Linked DNA regions of Capra hircus: region 1 is linked to region 2. The links are chromatin contacts, called in public Hi-C maps. All regions are on one chromosome and are shown on one strand. The core of a region is the stretch at or near the end of the contact, and the rest is flanking DNA. Distances in the headings are between cores, read along the strand shown.

Region 1 (2,700 bases), core at 165-2,664, 44 kb after region 2:
AAAGGGGGGGGATGGATGGTGGCCTGGGGATAATAGCGGTGAAGATGAGGACGGTTGGGTAAACTCGGAACAGAGGGGGTGAGAGTAATGAGAAGGGAGGAGGCGCCCGGCCGGCAGGAAGGTCCCGGGCGGGGCCGCGACGTGGGTGAGGACCGGAACCCGCATCCTTCTGGAATCTGGGAGGGAGACTCTGAGCTGGGGCCGGCCAGGACGGCGCGTACTGGCGTCCGGCGTCTGCCGCGCGGAGCCTGCCCCTGGCTGCGCGCCTGCCTGCCGGGTGTTTCCCAGCAACCGCTACAGCCGCCCAAAACGTTCCGAACCCAGCGGCCCTGGTGATGTCATCGTCACCTTGGAGACAGGGGATGGGAACACGCCCCCTCCAGGCACGGGGCGTGGTCTGGGCACCAACGCTCAGCTTTAGAGCCCCGTCTCCTCTCGGGCAGGAAGGGAGGTGGTGCTTCGGGCTCCGCGGCAGGTGCGATGGGAGGTGTGCAGGGCCCTGGGCGGCCTCAACGAGTAGCTGCTGCTTTTCTTGGTGTGCGCTGCCACCAGTGTGCTCACCACCTACCCACCAACCTCTCCTGTCTCTTCCCCGTAGGCCGCCCCCTTTAGCTGTTAGGGCTGGCTCCTCTTGTCATTCAGGTCACTTCCTCAGAGACGCCTTCCCCAACCACCCAAGCTAAAGTAACTGCCAACCTTCTTGTGGGCTACTTGTTTTATTTCCTTTGCTCCCTTCTAAAATTACCTTCTGTGTTTTGTAATATATCTTCCCATAAGGTCAGGGATAAATTCTGCCATGCTCATCTGTATTCCCTGGAAGGAATCTGGCATGAAGTAGGTGCTCAATAAATGCTAGTTGGCTGAATCAGTGAATTCGCTCGATCATTTCATTTCACACATGGGTGCATTTATTCGACATTTGTGCAGTGCCTTCTAGGCAATCGTGATAAGCAGTAAGGATACTGAGATGAACAAGACAGGGACTCCACCTGGAGGTGAGAAAGAGAGATAGATTAAAACTAATTATATGAAAAGTGAACTTCCTTGAGTTCCAGACGCTGGGCCTATCTCCAAGCACTTTATGCATATTAATTTACTTAATCTTCAAAATAGTAGGCACTATAATCATCCCCACTTAACAAATGAGAATGCTGAGAGCAGGCTTGCCTTAAGCTTCTGGGTCCTGTAATCAAGTGAGACCAACAGAGGGCAGTGGAGGGAAACACCTGGTAAAGGGGAGTTATAGTAAGATGTGTAGCCAGCCCAGGTAGGTAGATTTGCTGTCTTTGCTCACATACACCTGTCTTCCAGGGGGCAGGCTGCTTCTAGCTCAGAGCTCTGCTGCCTCAGGCGAACATCTGTCAGTGGGGCAGGCAATGATGAATCTTGGAGGACTGAGCCCTGGGCTGGTGGTAAGATGAGAGCCCACCTGTTCAATAAAAGCGAACTGTGGAAAAGTTCCTACCTAACGTTGTTGGGGGCAGGATGTGTGTGTGTGTGTGTGTGTATGTAGGGGTGGACAATTGTTGATAAAGCCCCTTTCTGTTCAGAAGGGTAAACTCAATATTCAAAAAACTAAGATCATGGCATCTAGTCCCATAACTTCATGGTATATAGAAGGGGGAAAAGTGGAAGCAGTGACAGATTTTATTTTCTTGGGCTCCAAAATTGCTACAGACTGTGACTGCAGGCACGAAATTAAAAAACACTTCCCTCTTGGAAAAAAAAGCTATGACAAACCTGGACAACGTATTAAAAAGCAGGAATATCACTTTGCCGATAAAGGTCTGTCTAGTCAAAGCTATGGTTTTTCCAGTAGTCATGTACAGATGGGAGAGTTGGACCATAAAGAAGGCTGAGTGCCGAAAAATTGATGCTTTGGAACTGTGATGTTGGAGAAGACTCTTGAAAGTCCCTTGGACAGCAAGGAGATCAAACCAGTCAATTCTAGAGGAAATCTACCCTGAATATTCATTGGAAGGACTGAGGCTGAAGTTGAAACTCCAGTATTTTGGCCACGTGATGCGAAGAGCTGACTCATTGGAAAAGACCCTGATCTTGGGAAAGACTGAAGGCAGGAGGAGAAGGGGACGGCAGAGGATGAGGTGGTTAGAAGGCATCACTGACTCAGCGGACGTGAATTTGAGCAAACTCTGGGAGATAGTGAAGGGCAGGAAAACCTGGCGTGCTGCAATCCATGGAGTCACAAAGAGTTGGACACAACTGAGCAACTGAACAACAACATACCGAAGGGTATTTAGGAAATGCAGAAATTATACTCACTCCCACCTCTGGGTTTTTGTGTGTGCTCATCCGCCTAACCGGCACTCCCCACTCCTGCCCATTGCCCGGTAACTGGCTTTTTGTGACTGAGGTCTCAGTTGAAAACTCTTTTTCCCGCCTTGGGGAGATCTGCCTTGGCCACTTTCTCTAAGGCAATCACCTGTCGCTGTCACATGACATGTTTTATAATTCCTACCCCACAGTGGGAGAGTGGACTAGTCAGGTGCATCACTCTTATTCCTTATCTGGTATTTCCTATTTATTCATAGTCTCCCTGCCTTCTCATTCTAGAGAGTCAGTTCCTTGAATGTGATGGAGTCTAATGATCCCATTAGACCTTATCTCTGGATCCATGCTGCCCAGAACATGTCTGGCAAGCAGCAGTTGCTCAGTGCTTTTTGAAAGTATGGAAAGGGT
Region 2 (2,700 bases), core at 191-2,690:
AGACACAGAACAGCCAAAAAATATATATATTTTTTTAAAAAAGAGAAGTCCGTTTGAGGCCATTCCTGGAATACACAAAACAGATCAACAGGATAGAAACAGGCCTTATGATAAAAATGACATTTCAAACCGATAGAGTTTCAATAATTCATGGTCGAATACCTGACTGTTCTTTACGAAAAAAAATAAAGGTAAACGCCCATTTCACATTATCCTTAAAAATAAATTCTAGATGACTTAGATATTTAAACATAAAAGTTAAATTGGACTTGGGTTGCCCGGGGAATTCTAAGCATAACTACAAACTCAGAAGTTCTAAAGGAAAATATTTGACCAATTTATGTAAAAATTTAAAACTATTGGATGGCAAAAAGGCAGAGAAAAAATAGTTAAAAGGTAAAAGGCAAACTAATGGAAAATGTCTGTAACAAGGATTATATATGAAGAGAATAGAAAGTGATAAAAATCCATCCAAAGAAAAACAGGAAAAAGCTATGAACAGGAAAGTTACAGTAGAAAAGGCCACTAAATATATAAAAAGATGTCCATTCTCCCTAAAAAAATTTTTTTAAAAAGTGAATTAAAACAAGTTATTCACTCTTTAGCACGGTAAAGAGTAAATAAAGCATGTTTGTGAGGTCGTGGGGAAAGAAAAAAATACTTCCGAATTCTTGACAGTAATATTAATTCAAATATCCTTGGAGGGCAAGCTGGCCTTATCTATCAAGGTTTTAGATGTACATGCCCTTTGACATCATCTCTACATAAGGAGTTAGAACCCACAAAAATGTTGACCATGGCATTGTAATATTTAAACCCTGAAAACCAATGAAATGTGAAACGAGGAGTCCTTCAATAGTGCAGTAGTTAGATAAATGGTTACATCGGCAGTGAAATATTATGTCACCATTGAAGAGAATGGGGTAATTAATATGAACGGATGGGAAAATACACTCTCCACTAATAACATGCAAATGCTTTGCAAGATGTTTGAAGAAATACAGCCCAATCTGTTCATATTGATTCTCTCTAGAGAAAGACACGCTGAAAGCAGAATGTGAGCTGGGGATGTTTTCCTTGCCCTACGATTTGAACGCTTCCCCATGAGCACACACCACTGTTTGAGCTTATGAAGACACGGGAAAGGGTCCCTGCTGTCCGCTGTCCCTTGGCCTGCTGGCTCTGCCACAGAGCTGGCTGTTCATCCCAGTTCTGTCCCCTCCCAGGGATGATCTGGTGCCAGATCTTAGACGGCCACCTGGAGGAGGCCGAACACCAGCTGGAATTCCTGAAGGAGGTGCAGCAGTCCCTGGGGAAGTCCAAGGTCAGAGCTCTGTGGGGGCCGAGGTTGCCCTGGGATCCCGCCCCCGCCACACCCCCTCCCTTTTCCCACCCCTAGTTGCCCCTTGACTTCCGCTGCTCCTTGGCCGTCCGGCTCTGCCTAGTGGGCACTGCCTCCAAGACCCGGGCCTGCTCCTACAGGTGCTGGTTTTCCTCCAAGCCCTCCTGGCATCCAAGAAGCATAGAGGGGAGCAGGAGGCCACGACGCTGCTAAAGGAGGCCGCCGAGCTGCACTTCTCTGGCATGCAGGCCCTCCCCATGAGCTCCGAATACTTGGAACGGCTGGACCCCACCTTCCTGGTCTGCATTGCCAAGGAGTACCTGGTCTTTTGCCCTAAGCAGGTTAGAGGAGGGTGCTTCTTCGTGGGGCGGGCAGTGGGGGTTGGACTGGTGAACAGGTCTGGGCAGAGGCACAACCTACCTGGCCAGTCACTAGGTTGCTTGGGCCTCGGGCAGTCAGGGAGCCCAGTGCTTTTCACATTTGCACGTGTAACATGCCAATCACCCAGGAAGTGGGGCACAAGCCCTGCGTCTCCCAGGTGATGCTCATGCTGCTGGTCCAGGGACTGCACGTGAGGAGCGGGGCACTGGCCTCCGTTCATCCCAGGGAGGAACTGGGCTCCCTCTCCTCCCAGTGTCTTCTAAGAAGTATTTTGGTCTTTCCTTGTTTGTCCAGCCTTCCCAGACAATTGAGATTCCCTGTGGGCAAGGATTGTATCTTACATGCTTTAATATCCCCCAAGTGCCTCGTAATGCCATCCCACAAATATCTACTGAGGGTACCACCATGAGCCAGATGCCATGCTTGATGGGGGGCTCAGAGGTGAACAAATTGAGTCCCCATTCTCAGCTCTTGGACAGAGTAGCACAGAGTGGATGGTAAATGTGTGTGTGAAGCATGAAAGTGTTAGCTACTCAGCCATGTCTGACTCTTTGCTACCCCGTGGACTGTAGCCCGCCAGGCTCCTCTGTCCATGGGATTCTCTTGGCAAGAGTACTGGAGTGGGCTGCCATTCCCTTCTCCAGGGGATCTTCCCGACCCAGGGAATTGAACCTGGGTCTCCTGCGTTGCAAGCAGATTCTTTACCATCTGAGCTACCAGGGTAAAATAAAGTAAATAAAAATGAGCGAAGTAACTACAGTAAGTAGAAATAAAGTAGGATAAAGTAAAACACATGTGGAATAAAATCCCTTCACTGAGAGTGTTTTCTGAGTGCTCCAGGAGAATAGGGCAAACCCTTGTGTTCTTGCAGCCCCGGTCTCCAGGCCAGATCGTGTCTCCTCTTCTTAAGCAAGTCGCTGCGATCCTCAATCCTGTGGTCAAGGTGGCACCAGCCCTGACTGAGCCGCTGTATGTGA

Evidence for each region. A called contact is a pair of places that touch in the nucleus more often than the background predicts.
Region 1: a contact with region 2 is called in a Hi-C map of blood, with 2.4 times the contacts expected there. The contact joins two enhancer-like sites. A contact is called at or near these places in 2 of 5 Hi-C or Micro-C datasets (blood and liver).

Annotation. Positions count from the first base shown.
Region 1 is chr22:12,353,362-12,356,061 of ARS1.2, forward strand. No RefSeq gene overlaps it. Among named protein-coding and RNA genes, the nearest start is that of XIRP1, 11 kb to the right of the region's middle. Within about 2 kb of position 1,415, at least 1 of the 5 cell types and tissues checked has an H3K27ac peak or open chromatin away from gene starts, as enhancers often do.
Region 2 is chr22:12,309,096-12,311,795 of ARS1.2, forward strand. TTC21A (tetratricopeptide repeat protein 21A) reads left to right here. Exons shown (of 29, transcript XM_013973365.2): 10 at 1,227-1,324; 11 at 1,483-1,683; 12 at 2,595-2,700. Among named protein-coding and RNA genes, the nearest start is that of GORASP1, 14 kb to the left of the region's middle. Within about 2 kb of position 1,441, at least 1 of the 5 cell types and tissues checked has an H3K27ac peak or open chromatin away from gene starts, as enhancers often do.